2 separate regions of the Mus musculus genome follow, and region 2 is linked to region 1. The links are chromatin contacts, called in public Hi-C maps. All regions are on one chromosome and are shown on one strand. The core of a region is the stretch at or near the end of the contact, and the rest is flanking DNA. Distances in the headings are between cores, read along the strand shown. Region 1 overlaps Gm10248 (predicted gene 10248). Region 2 has its middle 200 kb from the start of Gm10248.

Region 1 (2,887 bases), core at 277-2,776:
GCCCTTGGAAGTAGCACGTTGTGGGTCTTGTTGAGGTTATGACAGAAAGAGCCACATAGATTGTTTGTATTCTACATATTAACTAAGAAAGCTATTTCTTAGAAAGAGCATGAAAAATGGTTCCCTTTGAAGTGGTAAAGATATAGCTTTGTAAGAAACACACACACACACACACACACACACCACACTTTCATTTACTCTGTAGTTTGCTTTCTTTTATTCCTTAGTACACATGAGTATGTGAAAACCTACAACACGGAGACATGCAGCCTGATTTAGTGATCATCTTTTGTAATGTGCTTCTATTTAAAGCAACAAACAGATGGAGGGTTTATGAGCAGGGCTGGTAAAGGTAAGAGCAAATGATTGCTATAGCACTTTTAATAGGATTTCCCACAATCTAAAGCAGTACTCCCCGAGGAACAAATTGTTCTATAAAATTTTGTTAGTTAGGAAAAAAGTAATCTCCCGGACTTTGCTGAAGCAACAGGGAGCTCCAGCATTCCATGAATCTCCAAGTTCTCTGCACTCAGACCAGTGTCCTGGGAAGGGGAAATCAGGTTGTCTGGGAATGCTCCCCAAAGAACAAGCTGTGTGGAGCCCAGCAAAAGGAAGACAAACAGGTGCAAAGGGGAGGATGAGGCATGTCTGGGTTTCAGATGAATTTACTGCCTTGTAATTTCCTACTTTGCAAACATGGTTTGGGAAATTCCTACAGATTTTAGATAAACAAGGCTCAGGGCTTTCTCCCCTGCCAATTCAGATGAGAGTCCAGTTCTAGAAAGGCAGATCTTGCTCAACAAACAACAGAATTGTACACAACCCAATGTTAATTCATTACTATCATCCCTACTTAGGATAAGCAAAACTCACTTTAATTCCACCACGAAGATGAATATACTGCCAGGATGGCCTTTACGCAAGTTATAATTAAAGCTAATCTTAATTGAAGTTATTACACCATTCTGGAAGAAAACAAACAGCCCAAAGAGAGGGAAAGAGTGTGGTCAATAACTCACTCCAATTTTTTTTCTTTTTTGCCTCCAAAGCTCACATTGAGGGAGACATTCCTCCCCGTGATACAAATGGTTCTGACATTAAGAAAAGTAAACAAGTAAGAAAAATAAAGATGGAAAAATTCTGTGGTCAGTTCACAAGTGCTTTTTTATTGTTTGAGGCAGGGTTAAAGCCTTTTATGAAGACAGGGATATATGTGCTGTTAGATTGGCTGTGACATCAGACTAGTCTCACTGCCCTTGCACAGAGCCTTGCTTCTCATAATATGCAATGGACCGAAGGTTCTAATGCCTCTAAACAAAGAGGCAAGGTGGGACCTGATGATGTGAATGCAAACCATTAGCTCTCAGTGCTGTTGTATAGATCAAACAGGAGAAGGTACTCAACCGGGGTTATGAGTGGGTTGTATAATCTTTAGTTATTAATGGTCTCGGGGACTTTAGCATTAGCTGCTCCCAACATCTGATGAATGGAGGTTGTGAAATCTCCATGCAGGACTCCTGTCAGCCTGAATATGAGTTATTCCAAGACCCGGCTCACTCAGTATGGCAGAAGCTATGTAAACAGACTAGATCTGAGAAAGACGGTCCTTCTCCAGCAGCTCAGAGAGTCTGAGGACCCAATAACTGACTCTCCATTAGCAACTCTCTTGCTGTCTATAACTTGGAGGGATTCTTGGAGGATCTGCTATCTTAGCTAGGACACCCAGGGAAATGAACACACAGTATACTATTGAAGCATACCTTGACAGTATGTCAAGTGCAAGAAGACTTTCAGATGCCTTCTAGAGTGGCTTGACTGGGACAGTTGTAGACAAAATGGCAGCCCTCTGGCTAACATGGTTGTGCTTGCTTTCCTGTCAGTGCCAGCAAATGACCAAAGATAAAGAAAGATCTATTCATGTCTCATTAGCCATGGGTCTTCTGAGAGAAACAGAAAACCTTAAAGGTGTTTGTTTTATCAAACCTGTTTGGTCTGCTAGATAGTTTCTACAATCTCCCATTTGTTTTCTAATCTCCTGGCCCATCACCCCATCTTTCATCTCACTACATTTACATAGAATCCAAAGGACTTGGCAGCCTGTCCTTTTAGGGTAAATATGGCCATAGGCATTGCTGAACCTATATGGTAAAAGCCAAAGGAGAATCTCTGGTGTTGCTAAACCTTTGACAGGAAAGATGCCTAACCCTGGGTCTTCTTCAGGACAAGTGGATTTTGAACAACAACAACAACAACAACAACAACAACAACAACAACAACAACAACAAAATGCTTTTGTAGTCAGGGATTTGGGGAAATTCAGGAATTGTGCTATGAAGCTACATATCAATACATGACTTGCCTGAGAAGTTGTGTCCTTTGAAGGATTATGGATGGAAACACATTGCCAATGATAAAAGACAATGTTTATGGATTACCTGATATAATGCCTACTATGCAGACTGAAAGAATAAAGAGTATGTGCCCTTCTTCTGTACTGTTGGCTACTCCACTGAAAATAAGCCCAAGGCACAGTGATATCTGTGGACTTGACTTAGAAGGCAAGCCCAGGAGAGCCTCTATCACTATACCACAGCCAGTGAGCAAGCCTGAGGAGGCCCCAGGTGTGACCCCTGTTCCCCTGTGAGCAATGGAGAGACCAGGCAATCTGTCATGGTGTTCTGGCTGTCAGCCCCAGTGCTGTGCCGCTGCTGTCTGTCACCCTGGTGGATGAGACCTGCTTAAGGGCAATCATGTCAATCTCTCTGTGACCACTCAGTCTAAGGGAGGTGGATGATCGTGACAGGCCTGGCAAAGTAGGCACAAGGTACTGAAAAGCAGAAGTTATTGCGTGCTTAGAGAGACACAAGGCAGACTGTGATTTTTCTTG
Region 2 (2,887 bases), core at 189-2,688, 230 kb before region 1:
AGGGTTACCTAAGGTCCCATTTCACCCCCTTCTCCTTTGTGAAGGTGAAATTGTGGACCAGAAGCAGCCATGAAGTTGCTTCTTCAGTTGCAACTGTGGGACAGGGTACTTCCCAACATAGGCATGAGCAGTGTTGGGGAGGAATGGACGCTGGTGTCATTAAAAAGTTCAGAGTCATACAGGGCCACACTGGTTGAGAGGGTCACATGCTGCTACAGGCGACTCCAGAATATAGTGCTCTAAAGACACTGCCTACATTCCATAGAACCTTGAGAAGTCAACACTGGATCACTTCTGCCACCTGCTCCCATGCTAGCTACCCTTCCTTGCTATTCATACAAATGAGCAAAGTCTCCCTGCTTCTTCCTCATCAAAACACAGGGGTTGAAGCTTGCTTAAGGGGTGGGCCTTCTTGTTCTTCACACCCATAGATGAAATGCCCAAGTCAATAATATCCAGTAACAATGATACTATTTGAGTCTAGATCTTCAGAATCTTGTGGATTTGAAGCCCTTACAGGACACCAGTCTCCTTAGTCTAAGACTGACCTGGCTTCTGAGAAAAGAAGATGCTGGTGAGAGGGTTCCATGTATGTACTATATATAGACTGTCAAAAATTAATATCATTAGAGATTGTACCCTTCTTCATTAGCCAACATTAACTAACTTCATTAGTTAGTGTTTACATTCCTTTATTGGGACTTGTTGACAAAACAGTATGTAATAACATGACTCTGGGTCTCTAGTTGAAGTAATAAATTATTGGTTCACATATTAAAAATTGATCTGTGGGAGAGAGTACAGCATGCCCTTACAGAGACATAAAAGGTTTGCTTAGCTATTGAAGAACAATCTGATTGATACCTTGAAAGCCAAATCTCTGGGTACGTATGCTTATTAGTCTTTGTCAACGCAACAGAGACTAGAACCATCTGGAGTGAGGAAACCTCAATTGAGAACTGCCTACAACAACTTGGCCTGTGGGCATTTCTGTGAAACATTTTCTTGATTAATGATTGATGTGGGAGGGTCTAGCCCACTGCAGGCAATATCGCCCTTGGGCAGGTCATCCTGAATTGTATATGAAAGCAAGCTGAACAAGCCACAAGGACCACTCCAGTAAGCAACTTTCCTCCATGCGCTAGTATCTGCCTCTGTGTTCCTCCCTTGGCTTGCCTCAGTGATGGACTAAACCCATAAGTTAAAAAAAATAAAAAGCCTCATTCTTACCAAATGTACTTTTTCTCGATGTTTTATCAAAACAACAGAATAGAAAGCAGAGGCAGTACTCAAACAAAACCAGCCCCAAGCAGACCTTATTGCCAGGAGTGAGAAACTGCAGACTTGCTTACCTTCTCCTGCCAACTCCTCACAGATCTTTGAGCTCCAGAGTCTCAACTTGTCTTCTCAATATTTGCTAACAAATCTGAATGTTGTTGGGGAAATGTAATTGCAGAGCATATGGTCTCCATTAGTCAGGCAAACTCTACTGCCAAGTTCAGCTCCAAGGAAGGAGTCTGCATAAAGGATGAAATATTAGGGAACGATCCATAGTGACAGAGAAGCCAAATGAAAGAGATGAGGCACTGAGTTGCAAAACAGTAGGCTTGGACAAAAGGACACAATGACTGTGGAACATGGTTTTCCATTTGGTAAGAAAACAAAATATCTGTGAATTTCTACTGAGATCTCTCCGTAGCAAAAATCAAAGGAGGCCATTCACCAAGATCAATATTAACTGTTTCTCAATGTCAGACGAGATAGATTCTGCCTGGGAGAAAATCGTAGGGCAAACAGAATACACAGCTTGCTAAAGGAATAAAGCAAGGATGAGATCAAAATGTAAACATCGGGCATAGTGCTATTTTCAATTGCTGAGGCTCAGCCTTCCAAAAGAGAGACAGGTTCTCATGCTTACAGATCTGTCCCATTCTTAAAATGTAGGGTAAAAGTCAGAAACTCAAGGGATCTAAGATCAAGAAAAATTATTCAGCACCCTTGCCACAAAAATGGTTTTGCAATATGCCTTTTAAAATAAGAAAATATGTTAATAAGTTGGTTATACTTCCAGATTGATACACATAGATTTAATTTATCATTTTACTCAACATATTGAGTCTAATAGCTAATCTTGGTTGTCAACTTGATAGACCTGGGAAAGGGGAACCTCAAGTGGAATTGTCTCCAACATTTTGGCTAGTGGGCATGTTTTGGGGGGGCACTTTCTTAATTGCTAATGAGTTTAGAAAGACCCAACACACTGTGGGAAGTGCCTCCTCTGTACTGGTCTTCCTGGGTGGTAAAAAAGAACAGGCTGAGCAATGGAAAGAGATGCAGAGACCCACAGTCAATGATTAGACAGAACTCAGAGAGTCTTCCAGAAGAGTTGGGGGAAGGATTGGTGGACTTGAAGAGGACAAGGACTCCACAGAAAGACCAACAGATTCAACTAACCTGGGCCCTTGGGGGCTTCCAGAGACTGAACCACCAACCAAAGAGTGATCCCAGGCTGGACCTAGACTCCCTGAACATATGTACCAGATGGGCAGCTTGGTCTTCATACGGGTCCCCCAACAACTGGAGCAGGGGCTATCCCTGAATCTATTACATACCCGCCTGTGGATCCTGTTACTCTAACTGGACTGCCTTGTCTGGCCTCAGTGGGAGAGGATTTGCCTAGTCCTCCAGTGATAATGTGCCAGGGTAGGGTAGGGATACTCATGGTGGGTGGGGAGCCTCTCTATTCTCAGAGAAGAAGGAGGAAACCGGGGAGGATCTGTAGTACTTGGAGGAGAAGGGAACTTGTATTGAGATGTAAAACAAATAAATAAATTTATTAGTATTTTAAAAAGAAAGGAAAGGAAAAGAAAAACAAAACGAAAAAAAA

The links. Hi-C and Micro-C count contacts between places; a contact is called where the count stands out from the background.
Region 2: a contact with region 1 is called in a Hi-C map of uterus, with 2.4 times the contacts expected there. The contact joins two enhancer-like sites. A contact is called at or near these places in 4 of 484 Hi-C or Micro-C datasets (the 3T3-L1 cell line, nephron progenitors and uterus) and 1 of 115 datasets of contacts at active chromatin or transcription factors (fibro-adipogenic progenitors).

What each region holds. Positions count from the first base shown.
Region 1 is chr14:23,056,085-23,058,971 of GRCm38.p6, reverse strand. The region is part of intron 2 of Gm10248 (predicted gene 10248); the gene reads left to right. It overlaps Lrmda (leucine rich melanocyte differentiation associated), which reads right to left. Exons shown (of 7, transcript NM_028275.1): 7 at 2,884-2,887. Among named protein-coding and RNA genes, the nearest start is that of Gm10248, 37 kb to the left of the region's middle. Within about 2 kb of position 1,526, at least 5 of the 459 cell types and tissues checked have an H3K27ac peak or open chromatin away from gene starts, as enhancers often do. A contact at or near this core is called in uterus, where this site is marked.
Region 2 is chr14:23,289,357-23,292,243 of GRCm38.p6, reverse strand. No RefSeq gene overlaps it. Among named protein-coding and RNA genes, the nearest start is that of Gm10248, 200 kb to the right of the region's middle. Within about 2 kb of position 1,438, at least 10 of the 459 cell types and tissues checked have an H3K27ac peak or open chromatin away from gene starts, as enhancers often do. A contact at or near this core is called in uterus, where this site is marked.